Regions from separate parts of the Mus musculus genome. Here region 2 is linked to region 1. The links are chromatin contacts, called in public HiChIP or PLAC-seq maps. All regions are on one chromosome and are shown on one strand. Each heading gives the region's core, a stretch centred on a gene start, on an enhancer-like site or on the middle of the called end of the contact. The rest is flanking DNA. Distances are from core to core; before and after follow the strand shown.

What was found. HiChIP or PLAC-seq counts read pairs in DNA pulled down with a chosen protein or histone mark.
Region 2: a BATF HiChIP or PLAC-seq map of CD8 T cells shows a contact between it and region 1, with 18 read pairs. The contact joins two enhancer-like sites. A contact is called at or near these places in 2 of 15 datasets of contacts at CTCF or cohesin (CD8 T cells and stem cell-derived epiblast-like cells), 64 of 484 Hi-C or Micro-C datasets (the AML12 cell line, B cells, the BV-2 cell line and 37 more) and 4 of 115 datasets of contacts at active chromatin or transcription factors (CD8 T cells, cardiomyocytes, a colorectal cancer cell line and 1 more).

What each region holds. Positions count from the first base shown.
Region 1 is chrX:9,138,217-9,141,409 of GRCm38.p6, reverse strand. No RefSeq gene overlaps it. Among named protein-coding and RNA genes, the nearest start is that of 4930402K13Rik, 35 kb to the right of the region's middle. Within about 2 kb of position 1,694, at least 17 of the 459 cell types and tissues checked have an H3K27ac peak or open chromatin away from gene starts, as enhancers often do. A contact at or near this core is called in CD8 T cells, Th1 cells and Th2 cells, where this site is marked.
Region 2 is chrX:9,218,134-9,221,353 of GRCm38.p6, reverse strand. The region is part of intron 1 of Lancl3 (LanC lantibiotic synthetase component C-like 3 (bacterial)); the gene reads right to left. Among named protein-coding and RNA genes, the nearest start is that of Lancl3, 20 kb to the right of the region's middle. Within about 2 kb of position 1,568, at least 21 of the 459 cell types and tissues checked have an H3K27ac peak or open chromatin away from gene starts, as enhancers often do. A contact at or near this core is called in CD8 T cells, Th1 cells and Th2 cells, where this site is marked.

The DNA of each region.
Region 1 (3,193 bases), core at 445-2,944:
CAATTGTTTTGTAGACTGTCTCTTGCATGGTTGTATTATATTTTACTGTGATTAGATTTGAATTATGTACTCTTCTGACATAATTATGATATAAATGCTTTTGTGTCTGTCTCAAACATCACATTAGGTGGCACACCATGCTGGTTTGTCTAGAAGTTGCAATGATAGTTTTAACATTTGTTTAAGTAGAGTCTTCCAGGTGTTTTTGTAGGATAATTTTAGCAGAACATGAAAAGCAAAGAAGTCTACATGGAAGGCGATTGCTCCAACTACTGTAGACCTGATCTATTTACCTAGACCTTGGGCATAAACTGTGGTTTAAGTTCTTATAGAATGCAATGTAGTTTAAACCTCAGCTTTTGAAGTTCCTTTAGGCCTCTGTTTCTCTCCAGATATTATAGTATGCAATATTTATATGATATAAATATTTGAAGGATCCCAATTGTCTTTTTTAGTAAGTAATTATTATGTAGCTATTCTTTTCCCTACAAGGACTCACAGAATATTACCTCAAAATCTAAATCACATGAGTCAGATGCCATCAGAACCAGAGAGAATTATTGATAAGTTTCAAGGACAGTTGTTTACCAAATTCAAATGTGTTTGCTCATATGACAGGCAATAATAGTGACTGCCAGGAATTTATTTCCAAAGGCTTTGTCTACGGTTCCACTGTCTTGCCCTTTCTTATGCTGAGGTAACTAAGTAGATGAGGTCTAAACTTGAAAGACAAAGTTGTACTGGGCAGGCAGACTTGTAATGCCACCTCATAGGAAGGTTGAGGTGGAAGGATCACAAGTTCCAGTCCTGCCTGAACTACAGAAGGAGTTCAAAGCCAGTCTGAGCAACTCAGTGAAACATTTTCTTAAAACAAAAAGAGGTATAGGGATATAGTTCAGTATTAGATTCCTTGGCGCCAGTCTTGAGTTTAATCTCCAGTACTACAACTAAGTGAAACACAGGGCTATAGCTATCTGCCTCAGGGGAGTCAGCCTACTCCAGTGAAGTTCTTACTTGCTCTGTGTGTGCCCCTACCCGCTGATCTTTCTCCAACCAATCAAGAATACAGGTTTGTTTGTTTGTTTGAAGTTTCTTTGGGTTGGTGGGAATATTCATTTTATACTAGAATAGAAAAAGAAAGGTCAAGTCACAAAACACATACAAAGCCTTAGGAATAGGAACTTAGGAAAAGGAACAAATAGGAAATTCCAACCGCCTTGGGAGCTGGTCCAAACCTAGGAATAATAGGGTGAAATTATAGGAAGCAGTCTGTTTACAAACATTTCCAGATCTGCTTTTCAAACTTCAAAGGGATTTAGTGAGGAATTCCTGTTGGGTATAGAGTGCCTCACACAGTTTAGAGTGTCATGATTGGAAAGGGCTTTTATTAGTGAAGAACTCGCTAGCTGCCTTAGGTTCTCAATTAGAAATTAGAGTGTCCTTAGAGAATTCAGTCTTCTGGTTGAGTCAATAGAAGTTAGCTTCAAAGCAAGTGACAATAACATACTTGAACTGGCGATGATCAAGCTCATGTGTGTGGAATCGGAGCTCACAGATGAAATAAATCCTTGGGCCTCATAGGGCTTTGAGCTAGAAAGGGATTCTTTATCAAAAACTTGCCTAGACTGAGTCATTTCTATTACTTTCTGTCATTTCACCCTACACATTGACTTCCTGTCTGTTTTCTCTCTGACTCAGCCGCTCTTCTCATTTCCTGAGAAAAATGAGTCTGCTAGACCTGGGGGTGATGTGTGAGTGTGAGTTATCCTAAAAATAGATCCCAAGAAAAGGATTTGGATATAAGTAGCTTATTTGTTGTTGTTTTTTTCAATTTTCTGTTGATTCACTTTACAACGTACTCACTGCCCCACCCCATTACCCCTGCCTACAATCCTCCTCTCCCTCCCCCCTCCCCTTTTCCTCTGAGAGGGTGCCACCCCCACCCTGGCACACAAGGGCAGACAAGGCAGCCTAAAGTGCTTATTTGATTGAGTGTTTATGTGTGTGTGGGGGGGGGGGCAGGTCCTAACCAATTACCATAGAATAAGTGGCTTACATAACAAATTCATTCCTCACATTTCTGAAAGGTGGAAGTCAGAGATCAGGGTGCCATTGTGCTTGGTTTTCAGACAGAATGTTTCCTGGTTTGGTGATGAAAGTACACTTGCTTTATCTTTGTATAACAGAAAATAAAGTGAAAGGCATTAAGCTCTTTCCTGTCTCACAGAGACACTCATGACCTAATCAGTACCCAAAGCTCCGTCTCCAAATGTCATCATACTGACATTTCTTGGCTTAACACCTAAGTTGCTCTAGCATTCTTCCATAGCCAGAAAATGTTATAAGTCAGAGGTAGACCCTTCAAGTAAGAGATCTATGGTAATATAGGTACAAGTCATTGTCTGCTGAAGTTTCAGTTTATATCCTGAGTAATCAAAGTTTCTCTGGATGGAGCGTTGACCATTAGACCTGACATTATAATTGGTGCTATAAGTAGATATATAGGGAAAGTGGGGTGTCCAGGAGGGAAGCAAAAGTCATCAACTCCAACACTGCAACAAGAGCTGTGTACAAAGCACTTTCCAAAGACAGGCATTGGCGCAAAACTGGTACCTTAAAATCTGACTGTCAGTGAGGAAAATTCTTAACAGGATGATTAATTTAAATGTTGTTTAGTAAGGTGAAAAGAATTCTAGATGCTTCTTTACTCACAAAGCATGCCTCAAGGATACATACTCTCATAATGGCTTTCTTATGTTCTGGATCTTTGCCTGGATCTGTTAAGTCTTACCATTGCCTCTTACATCAACCCTCTCCCAAGTCACTCCAGCTGCTGTCCCTTCAACCTCAGTCCCCTTTACCAGTTTGAAAATAGAGTAGCCTACAACCCCCAACAGTAGTTAGTGTGACCTCTGAGAGGGCAGAATAAGAACCAATAGTGAGATAGATTTCCTGATAGGCACACAGATGAGGAGAGAGAGCATAAGTAGATAACAAAGATGATGAACTGCCAAGATCACGGGCATTGCATTCACCCTCCTCACCAGAGACAAAAGCCTGGAAACTTAATATGAAACCTTTGACAGGCTTTTCCCCCCACCAGTAGGGACCGCCAGCTATGGACCTTTCTCACAAGTTCAAGGCCAGAACAGTATGTGTAATCCCAAACTCATGGACCTATCTGTCTTGTTCA
Region 2 (3,220 bases), core at 319-2,818, 80 kb before region 1:
CTCCTGGGACGGGATCAGAAAAGCAAGGGTCGTTTGTCAAAGACGAACAGAACAGAACAGAACAGAACAGAACAGAACAGAACAGAACAGAACAGAACAGAACAAAACAAAACACAGGAAAATGATAATAGATTATTGATTGGTGTATAAAAACTTCATGGCTTCAGATAATCGCTACTTGCTTAGTGAACAATCTCTTTTGTCAGGGAGCTATTGTCTGGGTTATTTTCATGCACTCAACAACCTCAAGAAATGTCAGCATTAAATCACATTCCAGTCTTCTAGGAAAAAAAAAAAACTTACCTAGTAAGCAACCATGCTTTAGAGGGAAGTGAAGCACTATTTTTTGTCTAAGGTCTCTAAAAACCAACACTGGCTCCATCATGATATTATTTTGGGGGTTTGTTCATCTTCACTCTAGTTAGATAGAACTGCATGTTCTCATCTTTGTCATAATATCAGAGTGTCCCACTGTAGCTACAGCCTGTCTGTCTGCTACCGGTGGTCTTGATCATTTGAATTGCTCTAATCAAAGGTATGTTAGTGACATGACCAAAATTTGAAAAACCTTGTATAGCTTCTGGTCTATGAAACACACGGGCTTCAGCTGAAACTACTCACAGCCCCGTGCCTGAAGTAGAGCTATATACTAGATGATCCATAAACCTACTGATAAAAAAATCTTAACTATAAACCACTAATTTTTATGAAGTGAAATTTGACTAACACAACAGCTTTGTGAACAGCTCCGATATGTAGATCAGAATTGTGAAGGACTAAGAAATTGTGTTGTTCAAACGAAACAGGGACATTCCCAGGAACACCCAGCAGAAGTATACTTACTGCTTTACTCACCAGAACTGTGTGATATGACTACCTATGGTGGCAAGAAGGGAGGCTAGAAATGAACTTGGTATTGTAAACTTCTACTGGAGATGGCAAGATCCATCACCATTAAAGGGAATGGAGTTAGGCTGCTGCGGAGTGTCTAATAGTACCTGCTTGGCTAGTGTTGTCAGGTTCTGGGGTGCATGAACCTGTGTTGATGCCATGTTTTATCATGAGTATTCAGAAGCAACTCGGAAGTCCCTTCAAACTGGCCTCAGTGAGTTCACTATGGTATGTAGTTTCGTTTGTCCTGAGGAGTTTCTGTATTTGCCATGAGAACATAATACAGGTAATGAAGATGTAAGGGAAACCAAGAAACACGTGGAACTAACGTAAATCCATACAGTTTCCCAATGAGGTAGGAAAAAAGCTTATAAGTCACTAAGTCTTGGGGGTGTTTGTCCAATGTTTAAAAAGAATTAATCCTGCTAGTCTTTAGTTCTCCCATCTGATGATCAGTTTCACAGTCCAAACAAATAGTATAGGTTAATACCACTCAGCAGTATAGTGAGGTAGCTACCATACAAAAGAGTTCTCCAATTTCAAACCATTGCTTTCTTTCCAATACCTTCAATCTTCCTTGTGTATAATGATGTAGATTTTTCTCCATATATAGGCAGCTGAAAGAAGGCCAAGTCTCACACAGGAAAGGGTTTCACAGAGAGGTGGTGAACAGGAACTGATCCACACCCTGCCTGGGAGTTCCCCAATGCTCTTAAGTGTGCTGGGGAGGAAGTAGTGAAGAGTTAGGGTGATGTCTGCCTCCCTGGATACCTGATGGAGGTGCGGGTCCTCCATCACTGCTGGCCGCCTGCTGCTGAAGGCAAGTGCAGTGGGATTGCGTATTTCCCCCAGAGGCAGGCCAAGATACCATTCTAAAAGGAAACCAGCAAAAACAATAACAAGAATGCCAGAAAGGTGATGCTCAGAACACTGGGACACAGTTGATACTAGATAACTGTATCAGACACTACGTACTAAAGTAACATTGACCATCATTCTTTTCAAAGTTAAAGGAGGTTCAATGGGATTGTTTTTACGGTAATTTAGTAAAAATAAAACAATTTCCAGATGTAATTTTTTTAAGCCAGAAAAAAGAATAATCGTAAATGTATTGGGAAAAAAAAAGCCAGGTGAATGACTTCATTTGTATTGGGACCTATATAACAGATCATATTAATAGTTAAATTTTATAAACAAGAGAAAGAACAAAAATTCTATGGAATAAGTAGAAAATGAACGTACAATCTCACATATAATGATGTGCAAAAGGCTTAAGACATGTGCAAAGCTTATCTTCGTAATTAGAAATATGCAAATTAAAATGAGATACCATTTTCAATCTAGCAGAGTAGCATAAATTATGAGAGAAACTGACAGCATGGGCCACTGGTGGGGAACAGGAACTTTCATATTCTCTTGAGGGAGAAGGCCAATATTCACTGCCAAATTAATTTCAATGAATTTGGCAACACTGATAAAAAAACGACCTTAATAATTCCAATGACTTTTTTTTTGCTGTTATCCAAATAAGTATGTGTTAGGTTCTGCAGTGCTGTATGCTAGGGGACAAACATACACAGATCAGCGCTCATTAAACAAAGCATAGTGCATTGTTGTACAATGAAGTACTGGGTAGCTAAGAAAGGATTACAGTAAAACTATATGTGTAGACATGGGAATTTTCCTAACACAATGCGTCAACTAAATAAACACAGCACATACAATGTGCATTGTGTGCCTGTTAATGGATACTTTTAGAAGGATACTGGTTAGATTCAGAAGAAGTAGGTAAAATTAAGTTACCTTTAGAGATATAGGGATGAAACCTGGAGACTGAGAGTCTAAAGTGAGAGGAAGACCCATTTTATAACCTTCAACACATTTGTTATTTTGTTTGTTTTATGTTTTGCTTATTTTTGTTTTGTCTTACCAAGTGTGTGAAATGCTTTCAAAAAGAAAATCTAGTTACTAAAAAGTAAACAATAGATTGAGCATGGGGGCATACAACTTTAAGTCTAGCACTAGGGGGCTGGAGGCTGGTGGATCTCTGTGAGTTTTAGGCCAGTTTGTTCTACATAGCAAGTTCTAGACCAGCCAGGGATATATGGTGAGTGGCTGTAACAAAAAACAAAAAACAAAAAAAAAAAAAAAAAGAAGAAAGAAAGAAAGAAAGAAAGAAAGAAAGAAAGAAAGAAAGAAAGAAAGAAAGGAAAAAGAAAAAGAAAAAGAAAAAGAAAAACTAAGTATAATAAACAAATGACTGAACTAGCCAAATAGTGTGCTAAAAGAAATTAATGCTTTTAAACGTGTAATCTTTTTCAAACGATGA